Regions from separate parts of the Salmo salar genome. Here region 2 is linked to region 1. The links are chromatin contacts, called in public Hi-C maps. All regions are on one chromosome and are shown on one strand. The core of a region is the stretch at or near the end of the contact, and the rest is flanking DNA. Distances in the headings are between cores, read along the strand shown. Region 1 overlaps LOC106573254 (iroquois-class homeodomain protein IRX-5-like). Region 2 holds the start of LOC106573252 (ankyrin repeat domain-containing protein 27).

Region 1 (7,562 bases), core at 1,286-3,785:
AACGGTCCCAAATCCTATACCCTAGACACCCACCTGAGCGACCCATACACTAAGGAGTAGTCCTTATGTGTTTTATAGGCCTACTGCAATTAGCCTATACCCAGCCAAGACAGAAGGATAAATACGGTCAGAGACCCACTAAAGCAGCGTTGCCCCCTCAAGATTCTGAGCCTGCTTGGCAGGGTTGGTCTTACAAAGCCAAAGCCCCCGGATGAGTGAGCATAATATACAAGGAGTTTCTCAGAGCTGCTAATGAGAACCTTGATGACCTTGTACCTACCCGGTGGGAATTCCAGTGGGGTGCCCCCACCCAGGTAGTGGCAGTGCTGGCAACACTAGGTGCAGTAACACATGGGGAGGGGTTCACACTTGGACATTCAGAGAGGGGTAAAATGATTGTGCCCCTGGTGGCACAAAATAATCAAAGGTCTGACTGCACAGAGATGCTTGGGAAAATGGTCACAAAGGGGGACCAGTGCGTGTTTGTTTCAGGGGAAGGGGGTGTATCTGAGCTCCATCAGCTAGGACTTGACATTGCATGCCTCTCAAACAGCTACAACTGACTCATTTGCACATCAAGTCCTTTGAATTGGGCTCAGGGATGGAACGACCATTGAATATCTCCGCCTGTGTTTGTTTTTGGGGGAATGGTGGGGAGTGTGTGTGTGTACAGTTGAAGTCGGAAGTTTGCATACACCTTAGCCAAATACATTTAAACTCAGTTTTTCATCAAACAATACCACATAATGAAAAAGCAAAAACAGTTTTTTATAATTTTATTGCCCATTTATTTTTAAAAAATCATTAAACTGATATCACATTTACATAAGTATTCAGACCCTTTACTTTGCTGAAGCACCTTTGGCAGCGATTACAGCCTCGAGTCTTCTTGTGTAACAGTTTAGCTTCCGTCCCTCTCCTCGCCCCTACCTGGGCTCAAACCAGGGACCCTCTGCACACATCATCAACAGCCACCCACAAAGCATCGTTACCCATCGCTCCACAAAAGCCGCGGCCCTTGCAGAGCAAGGGGAACAACTACTTCAAAGTCTCAGAGCAAGTGACGTCACCGATTGAAACGCTATTAGCGCGCACCACTGCTAACTAGCTAGCCATTTCACATCGGTTACACTTGGCACATACAGCACACCTGTATTTGGGGAGTTTCTCCCATTCTTCTCTTCAGATCCTTTCAAGCTCTGCCAGGTTGAATGGGGAGTGTCACTGCACAGCTATTTTCAGGTCTCTCCAGAAGATGTTCAATCGGGTTCAAGTCCAGGCTCTGGCTGGACCACTCAAGGACATTCAGACACTTGTCCCGAAGCCACTCCTGCGTTATCTTGGGTGTGTGCTTAGGGTCGTTGTCCTGTTGGAAGGTGAACCTTCACCCTAGTCTGAGGTCCTGAGCACTCTGGAGCAGGTTTTCATCAATGATCTCTCTGTACTTTGCTCTGTTCATCTTTCCCTCAATCATGACTAGTCTCCCAGTCCCTGCCGCTGAAAAACATCCCAACAAAATGATGCTGCCACCACCATGCTTCACCGTAGGGATGGTGCCAGGTTTCCTCCAGACATGAAGCTTGGCATTCAGGCCAAAGAGTAAAATCTTGGTTTCGTCAGACCAGAAAATCTTGTTTCTCTCTGATAGTCCTTTAGGTGCCTTTTGGCAAACTCCAAGCGGGCTGTCATGTGCCTTTTACTCAGGAGTGGCTTCCGTCTGGCCACTCTACCATAAAGGTCTGATTGGTGGAGTGCTGCAGTGATGGCTGTCCTTCTGGAAGGTTCTCCCATCTCCACAGAGGAACTCTGGAGCTCTGCCAGAGTGACCATTGGGTTCTTGGTCACCTCCCTGACCAAGGCCCTTCTCCCCCGATTGCTCAGTTTGGCCGGGCGGCCAGCTCTAGGAAGAGTGTTGGTGGTTCCACATTTCTTCCATTTAAGAATGATGCACTGTGCTCTTGGGGACCTTCAATGCTGCAGAAATGTTTGTACCCTTCCCCAGATCTGTGCCTCGACACAATACTGTCTCGGAGCGCTACGGACAATTCCTTTGACCTCATGGCTTGGTTTTTATTCAGACATGCACTGTCAGCTGTGGGACCTTTATATAGACAGTTGTGTGCCTTTCCAAATTGTGTGCAATCAATTGAATTTACCACAGGTGGACTCCAATGAAGTTGTAGAAACATCAAGGATGATCAATGGGAACAGGATGCACCTGAGCTCAATTTCTTGTCTCATAGCAAATGGTCTGAATACTTATGTAAATAAGGTATTTCAGTTTCTAAAACCCTGCTTTTGCTTTGTCATTATGGTGTGTTGTGTGTAGATTGAGGAAAATGTTTCATTTAATCAATTTTAGAATAAGGCTGCAACGTAACAAAATGTGGAAAAAGTCTAGGGGCCTGAATACTGATACTGATTCAAAGCCTCACAATGGCCAATACAAAGCATCAGCAGCATGTATATACAGACATGATTGGTCATATCTCATGTCTAACAATGGGATTCGCTGTCCTCAGAGAGGAAGAGGCAGGGATGAAGCAAGATCACGTGGGACCATTCTAGCCAATGAGAAGGCAGTTATCGTGTGCACAACAGGCACAACTCCTAAATAAAATAGTTTTCCTCAAAGTTGTCGGTATGCCTCGTGTGTACTTATATTTGTACTTTCGTAACAACCGAAACATCACAAAACGTATATTCGATCAAATAGTAAATAAGCCATTAAATTGTTTGTTGACCAAATTCGACACTCTCATCGACCTCCTTACAAAAATCTTCACTTGGTGGGTGAACATTTTTTTTTTAGGCCGAGTCACCAGTCTGGCTTCACCTTCTACTCTAGTTCAGCTCAGTCACAAAGAGGAAGAACTTTGCAGCAGGTGGGTGGTAAACATTCAAATAAGACCCAGCCCTGAAATGAAACGTAGTCTGAAAAGTATTTGCACGTCATCTATAAAAGGGAAACAGCATTGACACAGATTTCCATGAATGTCCCACTTCGGATTTCCCATGTATAGCCCATCATACTTTGACTAAAACTATGACTTTGACTTAAATCAATATACACCATCATGGATAAGCTCAGGGCATCGTCTTTCAGTTGAACAAAAGTGAATTTCCGCTGTTGTGGTAATTTTAAGTACGCTCGTTCTACTCATTTTAATGTAATGGTATCCACCACTAGATGGCGGTGTTTACCCTACAATTTGTGTTGCCTTCCGCCACGGGCGATCCAATAGCGGGGCCCTAGGTGCTACCAGAGGAGTTAGTAGCAACCAGAGACAACAGCCGAGCCTCTGTCTAAGAATGTTGCTTTCTGCTGTGGCACCAGGGAGTCCATATTGCGCTGACAGTTCATGTATGACACTGTCAACTTGGCACGAGTGTGGAGTGCCATGGTGTTCATGGCATCCAGGCAGACCCTGGGCGTTCTCTTTGCGTGGTCCTGACTGAAACAGGTGAAGCGTACTCCGTGGCCGTCTGCTTAGGGGATGTAAGGGAGGTAGGAGGTTCAGTACTTCAAGGCAGGTGCCATTACAAGCTTCAGCCTCCCGGCTCGCAGCAGGGGACAGTTAAGAGTGCAAGGTGTCTTCCACAGACTCATGGTCAGTCAATGTCAGTCCTTGTATTCTCTGTCCATGAGTGTGGTTACAATTTACCAGACCCATCTTTTAGCTTTATACCAAACCGAGTGACGGGAAGGGCTTGATCAACACAAACTCAGAGCTGTGTCAAAGATATTAGAGTTTGACTAGTTTATTGCTTTGCCTTTTCGTCTCTGCTTTAAGGTAATTCCCAAACGTGAGGGTGGAAAAACAGAGTTACAGTGAAACAGATGTACCTGACAGAATGCCAACAGCCAAACCCATGGAAGGCATGTCCTGCTGTGTGACATTCAACAGTGAGGGTCACCGGAGGTATGACTCTAAGCGAACAGCACCACCTGGAAACGACACACACTATCACGAGCTCAGTATGGCAACACTGGAGGAAAGTGTATAAAATATTGTGAAAACTTATCTAGGATTTTCTACCTGGTCTCATGCTACATCAGCCAAGCCTTTGTTGAAAAAACGTCAAGCGTTGACATTTGTTTGACCTTTTTTTTTTTTTAGGAGAACATAAACAAATGAAAAACATTTTGGGGCAGCGATATTGCATGCTACAAAATGCTTCTCGTCTGCAGTTACTTCGCCTAGCCCACATTCGGTAGGGAATGTAGGCAGTGGTTTTTGATTGGGTGTCTCTGTGGTTGCTGTGTATTTGTACTCGCACAAGAGGGCCCTCCAGGCAAAGTTATGGTTACATGAATCTATTCTACACGTCTGCCTCAGTCTGTTGTGTCTACCCTCCTAGAAAGCTAGGGGGCGTGCAGGCTTTTGTTCCAACCTTAACTCTAACACACCTGATTCAGCTAATCGAGGTCCTGAGGTAAAAGGGATGGAATTTGTTTTGCAGGAGGGTAGCCCCCCTGCTCTGAACACCACATGAAGTTATATGTAAAATGAGGATGACACATGAAGTCATTATGTGTAAAGCACTTTAAAACATTGGGAAAAGTGCTATTGAAATGCAAGACTTGCAAATGGCTTGTTTCTATTATTTTCATATGAAAGGTACTGCATGGGATGATGTGGGGGAGAGACAGCTTGTTTTTGAGGCAGAACATTACCTCTGCCCTCAGAGACTGGGCCGTTCACCCTGGCGTTCTACCTCTGAAAGACCAACTCTGAGAACAGATGTTTCTATAGAGGTCCTAGAGGGAGAGGAGCGGGGAGAAGGTGAGGAGGTGGAGAGAAGATGGTGAAGGTACTGCATGGCAGGGGGGTTAGGAGACATCAGATCCTAACATCTGTCATTCTTAGGGGTTATCCCATGCAGAGTGGACCCCACACTGGTTGAGAGACATGTCCCAACAGTGTCGGATGTCTGGTGGTGTTTAGCTTCGATGCACAACACAGTTGGGAAAGAGAGACATATGGGCCCTAAAGTCAATCAAACGATTACTTAAACTAAAATGTTAACATTTGCAGTTATCTATTGAATGCAACTTTGGCCAATTTACACAGAGGACCGCTCTTAAATAAGTTCTGAGGGTATATCTCTGGTGTGATCGAGTTACTACACAGATGGACTCTTTTTAGATTTTATGAAACGGATCATTTTCTTTAAAGAAGTGGTCATGGGCCAATCGTTTGAATGCGTTATATGGACCAATTTAGCAATATTAACATGTCATAGCCACTAGCCAGGCGTAATAATACTCATCCATCAATTACGACTTGATTATTTGAGGATTTATAAGCCTTTGTTTTTTGCTGTTATTTATCATATTTAAACTCCTTTTTTAGACATTGTGGTAGACTGGACTTGGCCCCATGGGCTGCCATTTGTGTATCTGGGACCTTGAAGTAATTCTATAAAACTAAATGGGTAGATATTCTGCACTATTCAAAAACGAAATTGTCATATTTTGCCATCGTGATAAAATGATCCATATACTATCAATTTGAGTTTAACGTTTAAAAGGATACCATGTATTCTTCTTATGGCCTTTGTGTAGCCTGAGTTTTTACTGAAACCAACACCAGAGATGTGCATACAAATACAAAGATTAAGTAGCTTACTGAAAATGTAAATTGTCCAAATGTTTATTTTTATATAATCTATTAAAGGTTTGCATAAGATCATGGTGTGTCTTTGAGCTGACTATAGGCCTAGAACATCTCGATAAATCTTTAAACATCCATAGACAAACGTGTTTATGATGTCATTTATTCACACTTTCTCTGTTAGTTATCAGCTTCGAAAAGGACTTGTATGCCAAGTGGCTTTTGAGCAAAATATAGCCTATGCAGAAAGCAACGAAAAAATCACTAACATAGAAAACATGTTATTGCTTTATCTACTTTAGAGATTACATAGCCTTTTAAGTCATTGTGAATTTAGTAGGCCTACACAGAGTTTAGTACACAGTGGCGCGTTTTTCCTCACCTTTCTCTGCATGTTTTGTTACTGTTTGGCTCTTGCAATTCCATGATTAAGAGAAATCCCCTCCTTCAGGAAAAATTCGAATTTACACACTTAATTCCTTGAAGATGGCCTCGGAAAATGTAAGCTTCGTAAGTGTTGATATTTTAAAAACCCAGATATATGCCTGGTTACTGTGGAATATTTTGTGGTTTGATCAAATGTAATTTCCTCTCTGCTCAAATTAAAAATAAATAAAAAACAGACTAGAGCATTTCTGATATAAGGATTACATTTTCCACAGTTGCTTCAAGTAATGGCTACTAAAATCTAGACTACATGCAGAGGGAATTTGGAGAATAATGTATAGCCTACTTATTGCAATACAGGACATATTGCGTATTGGAATGGTGCTTTGATAATGCAGTCAATGCAATGATGGATAGTTTTTTTTTAAATCCAGTAATCCAATACTTTTGCCGGCATTGGCAACTTTCTGTGTGGAGTTGTGCGCTTCACATGGCTGTGATTATTTGACAAAGCACACGTCAACTATTGCAGCCATGCAACACGAAATTAACCAAAGTCAATAGAAATGACAAAGTAACACACTTTTCTTCTAAAAAAGACTACAATAAAACTAGTCTTCTTTAATTAATAATTATTCACCACGTGGTTTGACAAAGGAATCCACTTTTTTTCTCCACATTATCCTTTAAAAAAATTCGATATGTAATAATTGAATATTCACATTCCTAAATAATTGTTTGTTGCCTTTTTAGGGACTCCCAAGAATAGTCATTGTCAATGTTTCATTTGCATCCCAATACGTTTTTCCCCCACTGAAAATATCGTTTATTTTCCCAGTTGGACAATAAATAAATGTCTATATAGAGCCTATAGCTTACCAAATGTCACACAGGCTACTAGACATGTGTCATACCTTTCTTAATTTCATATCTCAAGTCTTTACAAATATCTATCTGTGTTTGGCTCCTGGCTTGGCTGTCTCTTGCCAGAGCCTCGGCTCTGTGTAACATAGTTTGATGTAATCCATTTAAATGTGTCGCTGGCCCCACGTTGGATCCGGGACTCTGCAGGTGTCCAAAAGTGCCATGATAGTTCGAGTAACCCTGGAAAAAGGGAGACGTATAATAGACATGTCTGGATAGGGCTGCACTGTGAGGGAAAAGATTCTGAGGAGCGTCTCGCAATGGAGATGACATAGGCCTACCGCCCGGAATCTCTGTACGTAATTGTCTGGGCACGGTCTGAGAGGCATCACTACATCCTTTACATTTATCCGAAGAAGTTGCAATCTCCGCGAGCGACCACAGTTTTGGTTTCGGGGCCGGAAGAGCCGAGTGAATCACTGATGTGGCATTGCTGGAGTTGCCTGAGTCATTACGCCTCGGTGGACTTTCCGAGGCTGCCGAGTCTGAATCCCTTTCCACTCCAAGGTCCGCGTTTTGGGGAGATGCTGCGGTGGTGGGCCGTGGCATCTCGGGCACTCTCCTGTCCCCGTGGTCCTTTACATTCGGATCAATTAAGACAGGTTCCATGTCATTGCCGCAATTGTCCTCTTT
Region 2 (7,562 bases), core at 2,836-5,335, 42 kb before region 1:
CTTTCATTACATTCCCAGTGGGTCAGAAGTTTGCATACACTCAATTAGTATTTGGTAGCATTGCCTTTAAACTGTTTAACTTGGGTCAAATGTTTCGGGTAGCCTTCCACAAGCTTCCCACAATAAGTTGGGTGAATTTTGTCCCATTCCTCCTGACAGAGCTGGTGTAACAGTCAGGTTTGTAGGCCTCCTTGCTCGCACACACTTTTTCAGTTCTGCCCACAAACTTTCTATAGGATTGAGGTCAGGGCTTTGTGGTGGCCACTCCAATACCTTGACTTTGCTGTCCTTAAGCCATTTTGCCACAACTGTGAAGTATGCTTGGGGTCATTGTCCATTTGGAAGACCCATTTGCGACCAAGCTTTAACTTCCTGACTGATGTCTTGATATGTTGCTTCAATATATCCACATAATTTCCCTCCTCATGATGCCATTTATTTTGTGAAGTGCACCAGTCTCTCCTGCAGCAAAGCACCCCCACAACATGATGCTGCGGTTTGGATGGTGTTCTTCGGCTTGCAAGCCTCCCCCTTTTTCCTCCAAACATAACAATGGTCATTATGGCCAAACAGTTCTATTTTTGTTTCATCAGACTAGAAGACATTTCTCCAAAAAATACGATCTTTGTCCCCATGTGCAGTTGCAAACCGTAGTCTGGCTTTTTTATGGCGGTTTTGGAGCAGTGGCTTCTTCCTTGCTGAGCGGCCTTTCAGGTTATGTCGATATAGGTCTCGTTTTACTGTGGATATAGATACTTTTGTACCTGTTTCCTCCAGCATCTTCACAAGGTCCTTTGCTGTTGGTCTGGGATTGATTTGCACTTTCGCACCAAAGTACGTTCATCTCTAGGAGACAGAACGCGTCTCCTTCCTGAGCGGTATGACGGCTGCGTGGATAATCCCTGTCGTTTCTCCTGATTGAATTTTTATGTTCACTAAATCTCTGTTCTCTCGGTTTCAAATAAATGATATCATTACGTGTACCACCACCCATGTTATTTACATTATTAAATGTCCATGTGGGCTCTGCTATGTTGGTAAGACCTCCCGCTCTCTCAAACAGAGAATTAGTGAACATAAAAGTTCAATCAGGAGAAACGACAAGGATTATCCAGTCGCAGTACATTTTAATGACCTAAAACATGACATTTCTACCTTTAGATTTTGTGGCATAGAGAAAGTTAAGATATCAGACAGGGGAGGTGATATTAACAATACTCTGAGCAAAAGAGAATGTTTTTGGATTTTCACCCTCCAGACATTATTTCCTAAAGGACTTAATGATGAAATGCCTATGTATGTTATGTTGTGAATTTAAAATATGTCCCTATTTAAGATTACTCTGATGTTTTTCGTATGATGTACCCAATGATTAATGAAAACTTGATATGTCCTCATTGTGGTTTTATGTACATATTCAATGCGTCTTATTTATACACTTTTGTAGTATTTGTGAAATGCATATTGTTATGTTTGGTAGCACTTATTTATTTTTCCTTTGCCTTCAACCCCTTTCCATGCGTGGAACGGATGTGGGTGGGGCTAGGTCTACATAGAGGTGCTGTTTTCAGAAAATTCACAAAAGCTCTGACGAAGGCCGTTAGGCCGATACGTAAGCTTATTAAATATCAGTGATGCTATTAAGAGCAGTGTGCGGTTTCCTTTTTCCTTTAACCTGTTTCAACTGTTGCCATGCACCTGCAACAAGATTGCTCAGATGTGCGAGTGCCTTTTGAATTTTGCCCACATCACTAACAAATTATCATGGTCCAAACACACCAAGACAGTCATGAAGAGGGTACAACGCCTATTCCCCCTGAGGAGACTGAAAAGATTTGGCATGGTTCCTCAGATCCTCAAAAGGTTTTACAGCTGCATCATCGAGAGCATCCTGACTGGTTGCATCACCACTTGGGTTTGGGAACTGCTCGGCATCCGACCGCAAAGCGCTACAGAGGGTGGTGCGTAAGGCCCAGTACATCACTGGGGCCAAGCTTCGTGCCATCTAGAACCTCTATACCAGGCAATGTCAATAACACCGCTAAACAGAGTCAAATGGCTACCCTTACTATTTGCATTGACCCCCTTTTTTACCCTGCTGGTACTCGCTGTTTATTGTCAATGCATAGTCACTTTACCCCTACCTACATGTACATATTACCTCAACTAACCTGTACCCCCACACATTGACTTGGTACCGTTACCAAGTTATTTTATGCAAATGTATAGTTATATTTAATAAAGATTTGAAAGAGTTTGAAGTTGGGATAGCCTGAATGTTTTAAAGTTTGTCTTGTAGCTTAATTGGCCAAGGAACAGGTTCATTTTGAAAAGCTACATCTGTATTCCTATGGTTCTCATTTAAACCCATGTTAATTTATGCTAATTTAAAATAGTTATAGTTCATAAAGTACACATAGTATCAAAAATCCAGTCTGGACATTTGGCAGTTTGTTTTGTGTTAATAGCTTAAATCGTTTCAGCTCTCGAGTGGCGAATATATATATATATATATATATATATATATATATATATATATAAGAAAAATGTATTTCACCTTTATTTAACCAGGTAGGCCAGTTGAGAACAAGTTCTCGTTTACATCTGCGACCTGGTCAAGATAAAGCAAAGCAGTGCGACAAAAACAACACAGAGTTACACATAAACAAACGTACAGTCAATAACACAGAATAATAATAATAGGACTATGTAAGAAATGTAGAGTTTTATTTTGCTTTTCAAGCACACCTAATAAAAAAGAAATAATTACCAAGTGGTATTTACAACATACGACTGGGAAAAATCCACTTGAACACCCCTCCAACAGGTAATTACTAGTGGAAAACTTGTCCATCATCCCTGAGCCACAACTTCCTTCACATGCTGGCCTCTGACGTCACCTACTATGGAAATGACCTTGATAACAGCATTGTCAGCAGTTAAATGCAATAAGAAAACGTTATTTATAAAAAGAAAGGAGGCTGCTAAGGGGAGAACGGCTCATAACAATGGCCAGAACAGAGAAAATGGAATGGCATCAAACACCTGGAAACCATGTGTTTTGTGTATTTGAATCCATTCCACCTAATCCGCTAGTCATTACCACGAGCCCGTCCTCCCCAATTAAGGTGCCACCAACCTCCTGTGAATATATTAATATGGTTTTTGAACTCTATCATTTGTTGCCAAGCATGATTGCTGTACTTTTAGTTTATGGTTGACACAGCTTGTTGGCCATTAGCCAATCTGTGTTTCACAATGAGATCAAAGCATGTGAATGCATCCAAATCCAATACGATTTCACAACTGGTAATTACCACCTTCCCACTTGGTTATAAATGCAGCATAATACTTCGGTAAACAGCCTTTAGGGAAGATAACTGCCACAAAAAAACGAACCATCAATGAGCTTGCTGCACCTTCAGCTGCAAACTGCTCTAATTTGTTGGTGAAGATAGGAAGACCCCACTACTGAAGAGACACGAAATTCCCCCATTGAACTTTGCCACACCCCACCTAAACAAAATGGGGACATGTTATGTGGACCAGTTAATTAAGCAAAATTAGAGCTATTTTTGCAATACAGATCAGCGCTATGTTTACCGTTGACCAAATTAAGCATTATCGCTTTAAAGGAGATGGTAGGAAAAAACATATTTTGGAAGGATAAAGACCTGAGGAGAACTAGACCCCAGTGCATTTTTTTGTGGCCTACATGTTTGTTGTTTTATCACACTTAAATATAGATCACGTTGTTCTGTAACAATAACTTCTGTATCTACCAAACAAATGCAACATTTCAATCCAGTACAATAGTCAGTGGTAGGGTGGAGGGAGAAACCACCTTTGACAATCTTATTCTGCAAATTGATGGTGATCCAAATAGATTTCTCAGGGCAGTCATATATTATTTTAGGACCCACATGTTGACTTGCGGTATACTGTTATTAGATTTCGTACACTGCACGGTGGTGTCATCCTTTCCTTTGACGTTTTCACGAGCGCTCAGCCTTCACCAACGTATCAGGATCTACGGGATTGGCTTGCCGCGCCTGATTGGTTGACTAAACCACATTAGTCAATATTTTCCTCGTCATCAAGTTAGAGAGACCGGTAGTGCTGACAGCCAGACAGGCATCAAATGGTAGACTTTCTTCTGTTTACGGTCAGGCTTTTGAAGAAGTGCAATTTGCGATGCGATTCCGGTGTGTTTAGCAGATAAAGAGGTACGTTACGGACATAGCTATATATTGTGTTTGTATGAATGTCCATCCAAGCCGAGGTTGCTGTTGTTGTGACAGAAAACGTTAGCTGCTCATCTTTTAGCTAGCTAAATTAACGTTAGCTAGCTAACTTGCTAGCCAATGTAAGAACACATATTTGGCATTGAAACCTCTACCAATGGTCAATGTCGAAATGGCAGAACATTGACTTGATTGCTACGACTTTGAGTGAAGTGTTCCTCTCGATCTGGGCAGCTGTTATCGAGTTCAATGCTGTTTTGCTTGATTCCACTTACAAAACAAGCATTTGTTTGACATTGATTGTCACGTACAGCTCATCACACGAAATTGTTACCACATTTCACAATTTTCGGGAATATTGTTTAGCCATTACCTGGAAGTGTTCAACATGTGGAACTATAGTATCCCTGGGGCACCTGGCCTATTCGTTGTGACTAGAATGGATACAGCTTTTGTCATTTTTGACTTTTTGTAGCAGGTTAGAATTTAACATAGCAGGTTAGGAGAATTCGGTTATGGTTAGCTAATTTAACAAAAGCTGTATTCTTTCTAGGCATGACCAGCCTATCCACAGTGAGGTCTTGGGAAGACTAATAAGAACATAGGCCTAATGATCATTTGCACATGAGTGGGTGCAGAGCAACATGTGATTTTTGGGCTACTTGTACATCCAAAAATGGTTGAGACCGACATGGAAGTTCCCCCAAGAATGCAGAAAAAATTATATATGTCGGGGCTGTCATGCTCTGTAGAATTAACTTGGCAATGGAAACTGACATACTGTTTACTCTATACTTGAATATCAAACCAATTGTTTTTTAAATAATACAGTGCTTGCAGGTACAATTCATACAGTGACCTTAATAAACCTTGAGAGTCTGATACTATTGGGAAGTTATGGACAATTGTGTTAGATGTATAGCTCCATATGCTACAGGGCCTATACAATAGACCAGTTTTTCATTTAGTAGTATTGGCCAAGGAGTCTGTAGCCTATGTGTCAAAGGTCACCAGTCAGTCTTGAGAATTCCTAGACCATGAGGTCAGTGGTGTAATCTCTGTTACCCAGAAGTAAAATTCTCTTATCTCATGAAAGTTTGTCACTTCCTGTTTTATTGCTGGGCGGAATGCAGTAGAGCTCGTCATGCTTGTAGTCCTAATAACCGGAAATGAGTTACCTCTGGTTCGTTCAGCCATTTCTATGGGGAAAGCAAGGCAGTTAACCCTCAACAACAACGGGCACAGATGGGCTCCCCGGGCACAGATGGCGTCGATTTAAAGCAGCCCCCCGCACCTCTCTGATTCAGAGGGGTTAGGTTAAATGCGGAAGACACATATAGGTTGAATGCATTCAGTTGTGCAACTGACTAGGTATCCCCCCCCCCCCCAAATGTTTTGTTTTGATTTAATGAATTTTTACAATGCAGACAATTTTGACTTTGTGGCAGTGGAATCCAGTGGAAATTGGTTTATCATCTGCACCCGGGCTTGAAAATCATCAGTTCAAGCACTGCCTTCGTCCAATCCTGATTTGTACAAAAATCTATGACAAAAACCCAAACCAGGAACTGTTGCTGCATGTAATTACACAATTCTATGTGTGCCTTGACAGATTTTTACCGTTTAATCTTTCCATGAGAATTGGCCCACGAGTCCTTATGACTCAAATGTAATTGCATTACAGTAGTTATTCCACGTCCCTTATTGCCAGATGTTGCCCAAACAGTGTTTAATCGCAAATATGCCAAGCTTGCTTATACAAAAGATACACTTAGTGTATGCTGTTTAGCAAAGTTGCACCCGGCTGTATTTTCAGAAGCACTTGCGATCCAGCCGGAAATGTTGAATTGTAGTGTCCAATGGAAATGTGAGCGCATGGTGAGAGGATGTGTCATTGTGAAAACAGCCTGGTTCAACTTTACTAAATTGTGTACAGTAAGTGTATATTTTGTGTTTGAAAGATTCTTTCTCGCTTATGAGAGGGTTTCCAAAACTGTATTGCTAGCGAGGATTAACCCTATCAGTCCCAGCAAAAATGGGCTTTTCATTTATCTGACTTTCATTTATCTACATGTCTAGCCCATATATTTAGCCTCACAATGAAGTGTTTTACCATTTCTTTTCAGGGCAACCAGGGCTACAAGTAGAACACAAAACAGTGGTATTTAAAAGCCTTTGATGAGCACAATTTAAGATGGTCATCCACAAAATTTGATTTGTGGGCACATAAAACGATATCCAGTTTTGCAATGTTAACCGTGGGATACCGAAGTAGTGATCAAAACTCTAAATTACATTATATCAATGTCAGTTATTTTATTATTCTGTTGGAAAAGCACATGACATAGCCCTACTCTGCAATGTCGTTGGGGAAACGACTTTCCATGGAAACAACAGGATGCATATTATAGATGGTGATGTTGGCTGTATTGAGGAATCAAAACGAGAGTCTGACTCTGTAAACATTACCATGGCTTTGGCAGAGGAAATGATGTTTTCTCCTATTTGTTTACAGTGCAATTGAATCGGTAAGTTTGAAACCTTGTGTTTGAATTGCGATAATTGTTTCTGCTCGTCCTGAAGCCTATCAGTATGTTCAGAGAGGAAGAGAGAGGCACAACTCGGTGGAAAATCTGTCTCCCACCAGCAAGTACTGTTCTTTTTTTTTTTTTATTGTTTCGCCCACCAAGCAAGGAGTTTTTGTATGGAGGTCAATGTGTCGAATTTGTTCAACCAAAACATGAATGGCTTATTTGCTAGTTGAGGTTTATTTGATCTAATAGAAGTTTCTTAATACTTAAGTTGTTACGAGTGTACTGATATATATAAGTAGGACACTTGACAGCCTCAAGATAACCTTTTGTCATCAATATTAGATTGTACAGCTGGGGTGTCAAACTCATTCCGTGGAGGGCCGAGTGCATGCTGGTTTTTGTTATTTCCAATTAAAACCTAGACAACCAAGGGGAGTTCCTAACTAATCGATGACCTTAATTGATCAATCAAGTACAAGAGAGGAGCGAAAACCTGCAGATACTCATCCCACTGTGGATTCAGTTTGACAGGTGATGGTCTATACAGTGTGACCAAACAGGATTGAAGGCCAGACTGACAATACTTTATTTCCCTTTATCTTGAAGAGAACGGACATTTGTATTTATGCTCACAAAGGCCAGATCCCATCACCAACCCACCCATCATGAAATGCCTGCCTTGGCTTTCCTGAAGTGGAAAATGGGCTGTAAGCCGTGCGGTTCACTCCCCACACGTGTGAAGGAAGGTTTCCCCCAAACAGGGCTGTTCAGACCCAGCTGACCG

What was found. Hi-C and Micro-C count contacts between places; a contact is called where the count stands out from the background.
Region 2: a contact with region 1 is called in a Hi-C map of blood, with 2.3 times the contacts expected there. The contact joins the promoter of LOC106573252 here to the enhancer-like site in region 1. A contact is called at or near these places in 2 of 3 Hi-C or Micro-C datasets (blood and muscle).

Annotation. Positions count from the first base shown.
Region 1 is chrssa16:10,360,219-10,367,780 of Ssal_v3.1, reverse strand. LOC106573254 (iroquois-class homeodomain protein IRX-5-like) reads right to left here. Exons shown (of 3, transcript XM_014148158.2): 3 at 6,589-7,562. The coding sequence ends at 6,903. Among protein-coding and RNA genes, the nearest start is that of LOC106573254, 5.5 kb to the right of the region's middle. Within about 2 kb of position 2,535, at least 8 of the 13 cell types and tissues checked have an H3K27ac peak or open chromatin away from gene starts, as enhancers often do.
Region 2 is chrssa16:10,403,475-10,411,036 of Ssal_v3.1, reverse strand. LOC106573252 (ankyrin repeat domain-containing protein 27) reads left to right here and starts at 4,085. Exons shown (of 27, transcript XM_014148155.2): 1 at 4,085-4,226.